Regions from separate parts of the Bos taurus genome. Here region 2 is linked to region 1. A link is a contact called in public Hi-C data. All regions are on one chromosome and are shown on one strand. Each heading gives the region's core, a stretch centred on a gene start, on an enhancer-like site or on the middle of the called end of the contact. The rest is flanking DNA. Distances are from core to core; before and after follow the strand shown.

Region 1 (5,866 bases), core at 1,901-4,400:
AGTACTTTCCTCTGAAACTAAAAACTCAGATCGTTTCAGTTACAGAATCCTGAGTCTGAAAGCTTTGTGTTGAATTGTCGAAAAACCATTGATGTGTTAAATACAGTCCAGAAGAACACAAAATCCATTGTTTTATTCTTTCAGCCTCCAAGCACTTAGCAGTAGGTTTGGTACTGAGTCGATGCTCAAAACGTGTTGGCATTGCTAGCATTAGTGTTTTTAGCTCTTGGTCAGCAGAGAATCCGTTCTCCTTCTCTCTAGGGTCATCAGTCAGTCATTGTTTACTTCGTGTGCATTGTGTGGCCAGTGTCAGTCATGATTAAGTCACAAAAAACGTGTAAGTCAGTTCAGAGGACCTTTCATGGAGCAGATGTTTCGGGATAGCCTGCAAGCACCTGCCTGGCCCAGAATCTAGCTTACCCGTAGTACAGTATGCAGCTGTCATCTTAAAATGGTAGAATTTTATTGTTACTACACTACTTATAATTAAAATAAGTATTTTAAATGGAAATTTCAGTGGGATCTTGCTATCCTAAATATTAGCATTTGAGGAAAAAGTGAGTTTAATTAGAAGATGACCCAGAAGTGAATGAGACTTGGCGTGGCACACGTGCTCAGTTGTGTCTGACTCTTTCAGACCCCGTGGACTATAGTCCACCAGGCTCCTCTGTCCATGGAATGTTCCAGGCAAGAATACTGCAGTGGGTTGCCATTTCCTCCTCCCGGGTATCTTCCTGACCCAGGGATCAAACCCGCGTGGCCGGCGTTGGCAGGCAGATTCCTGACCTGGACACCACCTGGGAGCCGGGGACGTGAGTGAGAAGCGATGTACAAACAACTGGAAATCCTGTGGTGGGGTTTCAAACACCCAGTCAAGGCCACTAATGGCTTTCTTTGTCCTTGATGCTGGTGTCCGCAACACTTTTATACTTGAATTTCATAATTGAGAGTTTTGTTTTGATTCAAAAATGCAATGGAAGAAGAAAAAGAGGGAGAGAATTTTATGTAACTGGGTAACAATAAGAAAAGAAATGAAGAATGAAGGAAGTTAAAGAGAATGCACGTGTCTGTGTGAAGACTACCATTAACCAGCTCTTGATCTTGGCAAATTACCTATCCCTTCTCTGCTTTATCCTTATTCGCAAAATAGGGGCAACAGTTGTCTGTCTTCCCCTCGTGGTGGTTGTAGGACTGAGTGAAAGAGTGCTTGCAAACAGCCGCCACGCTGTCAGTAAGCTTCACCGCTATTCAGTTCAGTTCAGTTCAGTCGCTCAGTCATGTCCGACTCTCTTGAACCCCATGAATCGCAGCACGCCAGGCCTCCCTGTCCATCACCAGCTCCCGGAGTTCACCCAGACTCACGTCCATCGAGTCAGTGATGCCATCCAGCCATCTCATCCTCTGTTGTCCCCTTCTCCTCCTGCCCCCAATCCCGCCCAGCATCAGAGTCTTTTCCAATGAGAACCCTTCGCTCATTTCCTGCACAATCCAGGGAGGAGCAAGAGTGCCAATAGGTCCTGACACCGGGTTGGCTATTCTTTGGCTGACCCCTAGATGGCGCTGGTGTCCTGGGTTAGCTGGAAAGGGCGTGGGCAAGGAAGATGGCGGCAGGTCATCCGTTGATGACCAGTGCCAATCAGAGAACTTACATGTTTATTTATGGGCCAGAAACCACTTTGAAAGCCAAGAATGAGCTGTGGAAATTGGGAAGCAGATCAGCAGCAGGAGGAAATGCAGTGAGAGCCAAGAGGTCTGTTGTGTTGGTGGAGAACTGTTACCCACCCAGGATGAGGAGGAGGCAGTGAGAAGGTGTGGGGGGAGGGGGCAGGGGAGGGTGGAATTCCTGTAAATACCACCAACTTTTGCAAGTGCAGACACTGCCTGAGAAATCCAGGAACTTGAGATCCAAAGTGAAGTGTCTCGGTTCTTTCGTTTATTAGATTAACTCTCTTTTTCTCTCTCCATTTTCTCCCCTGTAATTCCATGTTACTCTCTCCCTGACACCTTTGTCTCTGCTTGTGCATGAACAGCGTCAAATCATGTTTCCAGAACATGGAGATTTGCAAGCGTCGGGTGAACATGTATGACACGGTGAACCAGAGCAAAACCCCTTTCATCACGCACGTGGCCCCCAGCACATCCACCAACCTGACCATGACCTTCAACAACCAGCTGAACACTGTCCACAACCAGGTGAGTGGGGAGCAGAGCGGAAGGCAGACACGGGGCTGACAGAGCAAAGGTCAGGAATTCTGTTTTCCCACCAAGCTGAGTCAGAAGACAAAACTCCAATATCGTATACAACAGACAAAATCCCTCTACTGTCACGTTCAACTCTGCAAGAAGGTGTTTGTCTTCATTATTTTCCTTTGAGATCCTCAGGAATTCTTTGTATTGACTCCTAGCCCCTTGAAAGGTCCCAGAAATGACTCACTAAGAGAGTTATTTCTGAGATGGTACCTCCTACTACTTCCCTGTCCTGCTGTGAGAATAAGGTAAAGGAGATGCTGGGATCCTCTCATGTCTGACATCTGCCCGATGGAGAATTCTAGAACTGGAAGGGATGGATGCTAGCGGTCATCCAGCTCAGGCCCCCACTCCTCTTGTCCACACTGCCGGGTCCACATGATATCCTTTCAACACAGACAAAACCCGCCCTTTTCCAGGTCTTGTCACCAGAATCCCAGCAGTGAGAACTAAAAGGGGACCCACAGCTTTCAAACCTCTTACAGAAAATTTGCAGAATCTAGCACCTAATATACTGCTGGAAATATGGATGACACCCAGGAAATATGTACTACATGAAGAGTCTCCAAGGCCTCGCTCAGGCAGCCTCTGCTATCTAAGAGACTTTAACTCTTATTCCTACCTACCAGTTTCCCCAAAGAAAGTGTCCCTAGATCTTCTTCAGTCTTAGTATCAGTCTTTAATGATGACCACACACCTGTGTACGCACACACACACCACACCCCTGGATAGTAGAAGAGCATGTATGTTCCAGCGGGAATACTCTGCCTGGCCATCCACTCTTTTGACAGGTCCCGTGCTCCCATGAAGAGTTACCGACCCTGCTTCCCAGGCCATTCCCGGAACGTTTGGTTGCTAAGGCCCAGCGTTCCTTCCCAGCCTGTTCCTCTCCCCTTCTGCCTACCCTCTAGGAGAGGCCGCCTAGAATCTGCTGCCCCCTGGAGGCCGCTGGTGTCCTTACCGTTCTCCTCAGCCAAAAGAGTTCATTTCTCTAAGGCCTGGAGTACCCTGTGATAAACATTCCCACCCAGCGCCTAGCTCAGCCCTCAGGCTAAGACAGCCACCTCCAGTCAGGTGAACTCCTGGACAGAATAACCACTGTGATTCTGCTCTCCGTCTCCAGAGTCCCAGCACGGTGAGCAGGCCGTCTGGCTGGTGCCCTGAGCAGGGAGGGTAGAAGATACATTGAGATGGGAAGTAGGGCCTAATTGTGACTGGAAGGAGGGCCAGCCTAAGATGCGTACACAGTGCCCACTAGGCAGCAACCGGAGACTTTTGAGCAGAGGTGGTATCACACAAAAAGTAGTCATTTGGAAAGAATGTTCTAGCCTCTGTGCCCAAGAAGAATTAGAAAACAAGAAGTGGAGACCAGAACATCACTAGTCAAGGCCCTACAGGTCCCAGGCACCAGGACAGAAGGCCTTAGCGAAGGAAGTAGTGATTAAAAAGAGGGAGAGCCTTCCGGGGACATTTGGAAGGAAGGAGCAGCAAGACCAGTGGCTGGCCAGAAGGGGGAGCCACTGAGCACCCGTGTGGGAACCTGGAGGAGACTGCTGCCAGTGCCCCAAAGAGGGAAGCCAGGAGGCAGGAAGATGAGGGGAGAGTGTGGACTCTGGTGTGTAGAGGGCAAGTGGCTAGTGGGAGGTGTGTCTGAGGGGAGCCTCCAGGAGAGGTGAGGCTGCAGAGAGAGCAGAAAGGAAACACAAGTCATGCCGTTGGTAACAACACAAAATGCTGGCCCCATGCAAATGACTGTGTATAAAATGAGCAACAGGGCCCTACTGTGCAGCACAGGGAGCTGTATTTAGTGCCTTTTAGTAACCTGTGATGGAAAGGAACAGGAAAATCGTGTATATTTATTCCTTTCACTAGAGTTTCCTTTTGTTAGGATATATATACATAACACAACATTGTAAATCAACTACACTTCAATAAAAAACAGCGATAAGAGATGCTGGCCTACATGTGCCACACATGCATTCCCAGTCACACTGCCTGGAGGCTGACTGTGTGATGCTGCACAGACGCTGGCTGTTAAAATAACATCTTAAAATCTAAACATGGGCAGTACCTAATGTGGTGATTACTTTCAAACAAATTCTATGCTTTGCACTGAAATTCAGCATAAAATATAAGTATAAAAGACAGGTAAAATGAGACTTTATCCTTTTCATCAAATTTGACATATATGCATACCTTTCCTAAGGTCCTAATTTTATATGTTTCCCGATAGCCTTGTGGCTCTTTCCCTTTTTACTTTTTTAGTCCTTATAGCCTCTAGTAGCAAAATCTCTCATAAACAAGGTTGAAATTGAAGCCATGGGTTACTCCACCTATCTTACTAAAGGATCAGCACAAAGATGGGCTGAAACTGGAGAATTCCCAATGTAGAATTCCTTTTCCTTCCATGGCCTTGCTTCACGTGCAAGTTCAACCTCAAATGCTATCTCTTTCTGAAAAAGAAAGGAGAGAGGACATAACTTCAGTGTCTGTCTAACCCATCTCCATTTAACTTAACCCATCTCAAGTTCTCTTAACCCCCTGGCATCTTCTCCTTGCCCTTTAGGCTTAGTTGCTGAATGCCAGCACAAGAATGCACCGAATTCCAACAAGTAACCCCAGCCTCAGCCCGTCCCCCTCCATCTCTATTTCTGTAGTGTTATTTCTTCGCAGTAACTGTGCTCTGTGAACATCTAAGGGCATCTGTAAAAGTGCTACCCTTAGACCTGAGCAGAAGGGCTTGCTGCCCAGGCCCTCCCCAAGTGCATGTGCTTCCGTGTCAAGCTCCGGGAATCTGAGACCCGGGGCCTGGAGGAGCCACTTCTAGTTTCATCCTCCCCAGTAGAGACCAAGTCCAAATACCTGCACCCAAAGGCCCTCAGGTTGTGGGACGGAGCTGGAGCCTGGAGAGAAGGCAGGCAGGCACTCGGCTCCATATTCCAGGGCCCAAGCCAAGGAATCCAGATTCAGACTCAAACCAAAGCCTTCCAGGTGGTTATGAAAGTGTTTGTGTCTGCGTGGAAGGGCAGATCATAATTCTTTCCAGCCAGTCCTTAACTCTGCTGTTTAGACTTGACAGGCAGGCATGCCGTGTGCACTTGCAGGCCCTGCAAGTATTAGGAACAGGCCCTGAAAATATTAAGAACAGGCCCGAATCTAAGCATCGAAGGTGATTCTGTGTCCTGGGCTGCAGGTGCCTGCTTTCCCCTAAGACTTTCCAACTGTATTTCCACTCCCCCGTTTTTGCTTTTTTTCTTGGCTCGTGGTTTTCGTTCATTCATTTGCTCTTCTTTGAGTTCATTTATTTGATTTGGATCCATGTCTCCCAGCATGCCATCTCCCTCATGTTTTATTTGTGTTTATTTTTGTCTAATCCCCACCATTCCTTTAGGCTCCCACCTCCACCAGTGCTACTCTTTCCCTAGCCAATCCCGAGGTCTCCATACTAAACTACCAATCTGCACTCTGCCAGCCCTCAGCGGCATCCATGGCCGCGGTGGCCCAGCGGAGCATGCCCCTGCAGACGGGAGCCGCCCAGATCTGCGCCCGGCCCGACCCCTTCCAGCAAGCGCTCATCGTGTGTCCACCCGGCTTCCAAGGTAAGGCAGAGTGGACCCAG
Region 2 (6,699 bases), core at 3,942-6,441, 200 kb before region 1:
AAAGGAAGAAAAAACCCCACAATCCTATCACTATTCCTCGTAACTCAGTTGGTAAAGAATCTTCCTGCAATGCAGAAGACCCAGGTTTGATTCCTGGGTGGGAAAGATACCCTGGTGAAGGAAATGGCAACCCACTCCAGTATTCTTGCCTGGAGAATCCTATGTACAGGGGAGCCTGACAGGCTACAGTCCATGGGATCGCAAGAATCATACACGACTTTGCAATTAAACCACAGCCATTAATATCTGGGCTATTTCCTTACATTCTTTCTCTCGCTTTCTTTTTTTTTTTCCGTGTACAGATGAATTTTTTATTGTGATATAATTCACATGTCATAAAATTCATCCTGTTAAAGTATGTGATTCAGTGGTTTTAGTATATTCACTGAGTTGTGCAACCATCAGCATTATCTAATTTCAGAACATTTTCATCACCCCCAAGAAACTCCACACCTACCAGCGACCACTCCCATCTCCCCTCCTCCAGCTCCTGACAACCACTAATCTAGTTTCTGTCTGTGTGGATTGGGCAAGTATATTTGCATGTTATTAAATAGGGAATCCTTACACTCTTAGGGCTTCCCTGATAGCTCAGTTGGTAAAGAATCTGCCTGCAATGCAGGAGACCCTGGTTCAATTCCTGGGTTGGGAAGATCCACTGGAGAAGGGATAGGCTACCCACTCCAGTATTCTTGGTCTTCCATTGTGGTTCAGCTGGTAAAGAATCCGCCCACATTTCGGGAGACCTGGGTTCGATCCCTGGGTTGAGAAGATCCATCTCCTGGAGAAGGAAAAGGCTACTCCACTCCAGTATTCTGGCCTGGAGAATTCTATGAACTGTATAGTCCATGGGGTCACAAAGAGTCAGATACGACTGAGTAACTTTCACTTTCACTTCACTTTACACTCTTTCTTAATAAAGAAATCCTCATCTTACCAAAAGCCGCCAGCTCATAGGTGGTCTTCAAAGTTTAATTACATTGTACTTAAGATTGCCTCTGCTGCTACTGCTGCTGCTAAATCTCTTCAGTCGTGTCCGACTCTGTGCGACCCCATAGACGGAAGCCCACCTGGCTCCCCCGTCCCTGGGATTCTCCAGGCAAGAACACTGGAGTGGGTTGCCATTTCCTTCTCCAAGGCATGAAAGTGAAAAGGGAAAGTGAAGTCCCTCAGTCGTGTCCGACTCCTAGCGACCCCGTGGACTGCAGCCCACCAGGCTCCTCCGTCCATGGGATTTGCCAGGCAAGATTGCCTCTAGCACTAACTCACACCACTTACTTCTTGGACATAAATCTCTTCCAAAAGTCAGGATTTCAAACAACTTCATACAGAAAAATGAGATTTTAAGATGTTTTGTCACGTGTTTTGATCACAAGCTTCGTGGGCTTCTTGCTAATGTATCCTACATCCCCAGCTCCAACCCCCAGGGGAGTAGCCCTGGGCCCCTTAGACCCCAGTGCACACTGTTCAGCCTCATAACTATCCATTTTAGTGACTGTCATCAAAAAAATTGTATCAAATACCTTTAGGGGGAAAACTATCAAAATATACTATTTTAGTCTCTTTTAAAATGAAATTGATTCTTTTCTATTCTGCTTTCTAAATTCATACATATACTTCATAATGAAATGTTTAAGTACATGCCATAGTCTTGCTCTGCAAGGTAAGTAGAGATCCAAAAACAGCACACCTGTTGGGGTCCAATTAGAGCATGGACCCCAAGCTGGTCCAAACTGAAAAGGCCATAGGAAAAGGATGATGCATGTAGGCAGAAGAATTAAGACTTGTATTGAGCTATGACGTCTAAGGGAAGAGCCAGCAAGAAAATACCAGTGGAGATTAGAGCCAACATTCATTAGGCACCAACTCCATGCATGCACTGTGGAGGAGCGGGGGATAGAGGTGAGAACAACAAGGAAAGGCACAGTGAGTGGGACTGGTCAGTGCTGTGGGCAAGCAGAACCTTCAGTGAGGAGGTGCCGCTGAGCTCCTTGAAGGAAAGAGGAGAGAAAGGGGATTCCAAGCATGGAGAACAGCAAGAACAGAGGCCTGGATGCGTGGAGCACGTGACCATTCATGGACCTGCCAAGCCCACAGGATGGAGTCAGGGTCTGGGGGATGAAGCTGCTGCAAGAGGAGAACCAAAGCCTACATCCCGAGTGCCTTGTGGACTTCTTCATTTTGCCTGCATTAAACCAAACACTAGAACAGGCAAGTTTTGGACAGGTTTCCAGAACTGCAGTGAGGTACGGGACCTCGCCCCTGATTTGAATGAACCCCCAGGCTGGTGCAGCTGGCAAGAAGTGGCCCTCCTCGCGTTACCTTCCCAGAGTTGAGGCTCTTATTGCACGCTCTCTTGGTCCAGAGGCAGGCGGAACTCTTAACAGGAAAGAGTAAGGAGTTTAAACCTTCAAAACTGCACTCTGCACAAGACCTCCTTGGGGGCAGATGCTGTGAGGGTCTTTCTACCCCCCAGCTCTCCCTGAGTGCCCTTCTCATTCCCACATGCATCTTGTCGAGAAAATGAAACGGGAGGGAGGCCCTGCCTCATTCAAGCTGATGTCTGTTGCCCAGGAGTCTTGGGGATTCCCTGATAGTTCAGTTGGTAAAGAATCCGCCTGCAGTGCAGGAGACCCCAGTTCGATCCCTGTGTCAGGAAGATCCACTGGCGAGGGGATAGGCTACCCACTCCAGTATCCTTGGGCTTCCCTTGTGGCTCAGCTGAAAGAATCCACCTCAATGCAGAAGACCTGGGTTCGATCCCTGGGTCGGGAAGATCCCCTGGAGAAGGGAAAGGCCACCCACTCCAGTATTCTGGCCTGGAGGACTCCATGGACTGTGTAGTCCAAGGGGTTGCACACGACTAAGCAACTTTCACTTCACTTCACTTCTCTCAGGAGTCTTGCCTGGAAAACAAGTGTTGAGAGCTCAAGGATGGTGACCTTGAGCTGATCCGGGATAGACCTAGGATATAAGAACCACATCCACGGCCCCTCAAGGCTCCTCCTCTTCAGCGTCATCCTCCCCAGACAGCCAGCTCAGCCACAACCTTCACATCTCCCCCACCTTGGGCATCTAATCTAGACCTCCTGTTTTCTGACCTTGTACCAGGGCCTCACGCCATGCCTGGAGCACATGAACAAATCGGTAAATATTTTCACAAGAACAAATAGAAGTCTGCTCTGGCTTCCTATTCACCACCTCCGCTTCATGCCTCTCTCTAATCTCAGTGTCTTTGACCCAAGTTATTAGCATGGCCCCGGAACAGATTACAAATGCACAACTGCCTTGCTGAATGGTATGGTGTTATTAGCTGTGACTCTGATCTACGCTGATTAGAAACACCCAGTTACAGCAGCTTATCACTCAGGACACATGCCCCTTTCCAGGACAAGCACAACATTAATGTATGCAATTCACTCACCCATTCATCAGACATTTATCAGAGCCATACTATATATATCAGGCACTGAGCTGGAAATTAAGACTATAGAAATTGAAAAGACCCAATAAGACAGAAACAGAAGTGAAGTGAAGTGTACAACAGAAATATGGATGCTGTGAGACCATGGGGGCCTCAAACAGGACACTCTTTGAGAATTACAGTCAGTGCACAACCGTTGATGAGAAATTAATATTAATAAGCATATTAACGAGAAATTTTAAATATACCTGAAGCACAAAAGACTTATTTCCCTCTGTGTTTAGGTCACATTAAACGATAGTTAATGATACGGGCTGATGTCTACTAAGCACCCAGAACATATCAGGCACTGTGCTAAGTCCATCTCTGAGCAGAAACACGCTGAGATGGATGGAAGGATAGAGCAGGGTGGGGGAAGGAGCCTACCACTTGCTCCTGGGTTTGCACGTGGCTGGTTTCAAGGCAAGATAAGCCACACTGAGAAAAGTTCAAAAGATAATTAAACCAGTTAGAAAGCAAAACAGCACTGGGACTGAAGCTGGGTTTCAGAGCCAATTTCCAAGAAGTAATTTCATCATCATAGAACATCAAACGTGAATTCCATTTTCAGCTATGCAAATTCCAAAAGAATAATACCTCACATTTGCATAATGCTTGATGCTTTTCAAAGTGCTTTCCCAGTTATTAATCGAGAGGAGGCTTTATTACTACCAGAAACGTAAATTGAAATTCTGTTCAAACTCAAACTCTCCATTATTTTTTCCACTTTCCCCTCAAAAACCAGAGCTGCCTAAATCCAGGTGCTTTTGATGGAGTGGGTAATTTTAATAACTTTCACTGACAAGGTGAATATGCATAAATGAAGCATATTGTGGGGCCTCACATCCAGTCTCTGATCAAGTCAGACCTCAGAAAACCTTCTGTTGAATTAACAAGATCATGGGGAGTTGTTTCCAGTTTAAATTTGAGATCCTCCCAGGTCTCAGACTTGGTGGCACTGCACACACTTCATTCATCCCTTTCTATCAAATATTAGAAAATGAGGAAATTAGTTCCACCTCTTTATCTTTAAACCTACAGAAGTCCCTTCGCAGTGACTTTCCCATGCACGTCGCCAGACCACGTTGCCGGACAGCTCCTTTATCTTTTTTTTTTTTTTCCTTTTAACGTCATCAGAACCAAGAGGCTGAATCTGCTGTAAATCCAGCCTGGGGAGATAGGACGGGGATGCAAGGAAATACTTCTGCCCAAACCTTGCCAATCTGTTGCTTTCTCCCTCTCTCTCAAACTTAATTATGTGTAGCATTCTCAGTCACTGAATCACCAGCCTTTCCTGACACCTCCATCGCATGCATTAGAGCAAAAGATTAACCTGGCTGTTTGCTTTTAATTCTGAAGCTGTGTTAATACTCAACTCCCTGTAGATTAGAGAGGAAGAAAAACACACTCCCACAGACCCCACCCCGGTTCCAGCATGGCTCTGCGACTGCTATTTCTGACAATGTCACCGTGGTTGGGACATACTGGCTGCACTTACCATTTCAGGAGGGCCAAGAAGACCACGGACAGGGCCACCGTCACCATGGGGCCACTCACTTCCAGCCTGAAGAGCCCTAAGACTTCCATTGTTCCTCAGAGACCCTAGAGGGGTGATACTGCAGAGGAAAGAGAGAGGCTGATCCCCCAGCTGTTACAGGAACCCACAGTCTGCAGACAGAAGACATAGGCAACCAAGAAAATATCCCAAGATGTGGGTCTCTGAAGTGTGCCCTTTCTCGGAAGTGTCTCCTTATAAAGAGGAAGGAAGAGGAGGGGAAAACAAAGGGTTTCATTGTAAGGCAATGAATCAGCAACTTTATTTTCTTGATGACGGTACCGCCAATAAACATTTACATTAACTTTCCCGGGAAGAAGCAGCAGCAGACCTGACCCAAGGTCTGCTGGGAAAGACAATGGCTGCAACCGTAGAATTCTATCGTGACAAGTACTCCTTAAAGAAAGAACATGCTTAAAAAAAAATTAATTTGTCATTAAATGCTCATATGGGTCAGGAAACTGAATGCCCCAGAAAAATTCAAGGCCAGACATCAGACTGATGAAAAATGCCAGCTGCATTGAGGACATCCATCCCACTAAGGTCGTTTGGGCTTCCCTAATAGCTCAGTTGGTAAAGAACCCGCCTGCAATGCAGGAGACCCCGGTTCAATTCCTGGGTCGGGAAGATCAGGGATAGGCTACCCACTCCAGTATTCTTGGGCTTCCCCTGTGGCTCAGCTGGTAAAGAATCCACCTGCAATGTGGGAGACCTGGGTTTCATCCCTGGGTTGGGAAGATCCCCTGGAGAAGGGAAAGCTACCCACTCCTGTATTCTGCCCTGGAGTATTCCATGAACTGTAAAGTCCACGGGGTCACAAAGAGTCAGATACAACTGAGCAAATTGTGCTTTCACTTTTCAAGGTCATTTAGTCCGTGGGGTCCCCTGGCCCCTAGGGGTTCAGTGGGGTCCCTACTCAATGCCTAAGGATCTTGCCTCGTGTCAGCCCTCTCATAATGACTTGGAGGATTTCTTAAATGTCTAAAAGCATACCTGTAGGTTTGTGTAAGGGCCCTTTGTTCTATCTCTGAGCTTATCGGACTAAGGTGGACTGGATCATCTTTTGCTTATTAATCAGCTGGTGACACCTTTAGTAACAGGAAGGGTGTATCAGAGAGGAAACCATTCACTCACCATGACAGCCTTTTGTTCATTCATCATGGGTCGGGGGGCCAGGCTGTATGCTGGGTTTACAATCCTTGGAGGAGAAGCACTGGGCTCTGGAGAATTTTCTCTGGGGACAGATAGACAATAAACAAGTAGATAAATTGCATGTTGAGAACAGCATTGTGAAGGTCGTGAACACAGGTCTGTGACTGGGAATAACTGGGATAACCCATTAGGAGAGTGTGGGGGGAAATCTGGGGAGGACAACTTGAAGCCAAGAGCCTCAGGCGAGGGGGAGACAGGTAAAGCCTTTGGGCCAAAAAGGTGACCAGATAAAGGCTCTCAGGTGGGAGCAAACTCCCCTTGTTGTGGGAACTGGAGAGAGGCCAGCAGGCCAGCTGGAGGAGCAGCTGGGAAAGGAGGAGACTCTGCAGAGGCCAGACAGCTCAGAGCCACGGCAAGCAGCCGGGGCTTCATTTTATGTGCCACTTAGCAGTTTAGTGTGGTCATATTTCTGTTTGTTAGAGTTGTTCTGGCCCTGCGTGAAGAATTCATGGAAAGAGAAGCAGGGAGC

Evidence for each region. A called contact is a pair of places that touch in the nucleus more often than the background predicts.
Region 2: a Hi-C map of an unstated tissue shows a contact between it and region 1, with 2.3 times the contacts expected there. The contact joins the promoter of TBXAS1 here to the enhancer-like site in region 1. A contact is called at or near these places in 4 of 11 Hi-C or Micro-C datasets (8-cell embryo, liver, skeletal muscle and 1 more).

What each region holds. Positions count from the first base shown.
Region 1 is chr4:103,090,920-103,096,785 of ARS-UCD2.0, reverse strand. It overlaps HIPK2 (homeodomain interacting protein kinase 2), which reads left to right. Exons shown (of 15, transcript NM_001372119.1): 7 at 2,031-2,193; 8 at 5,639-5,846. Among named protein-coding and RNA genes, the nearest start is that of CLEC2L, 85 kb to the right of the region's middle. Within about 2 kb of position 3,150, at least 12 of the 102 cell types and tissues checked have an H3K27ac peak or open chromatin away from gene starts, as enhancers often do. A contact at or near this core is called in liver, where this site is marked.
Region 2 is chr4:103,294,030-103,300,728 of ARS-UCD2.0, reverse strand. TBXAS1 (thromboxane A synthase 1) reads right to left here and starts at 5,191. Exons shown (of 13, transcript NM_001046027.2): 1 at 4,962-5,191. The coding sequence starts at 5,050.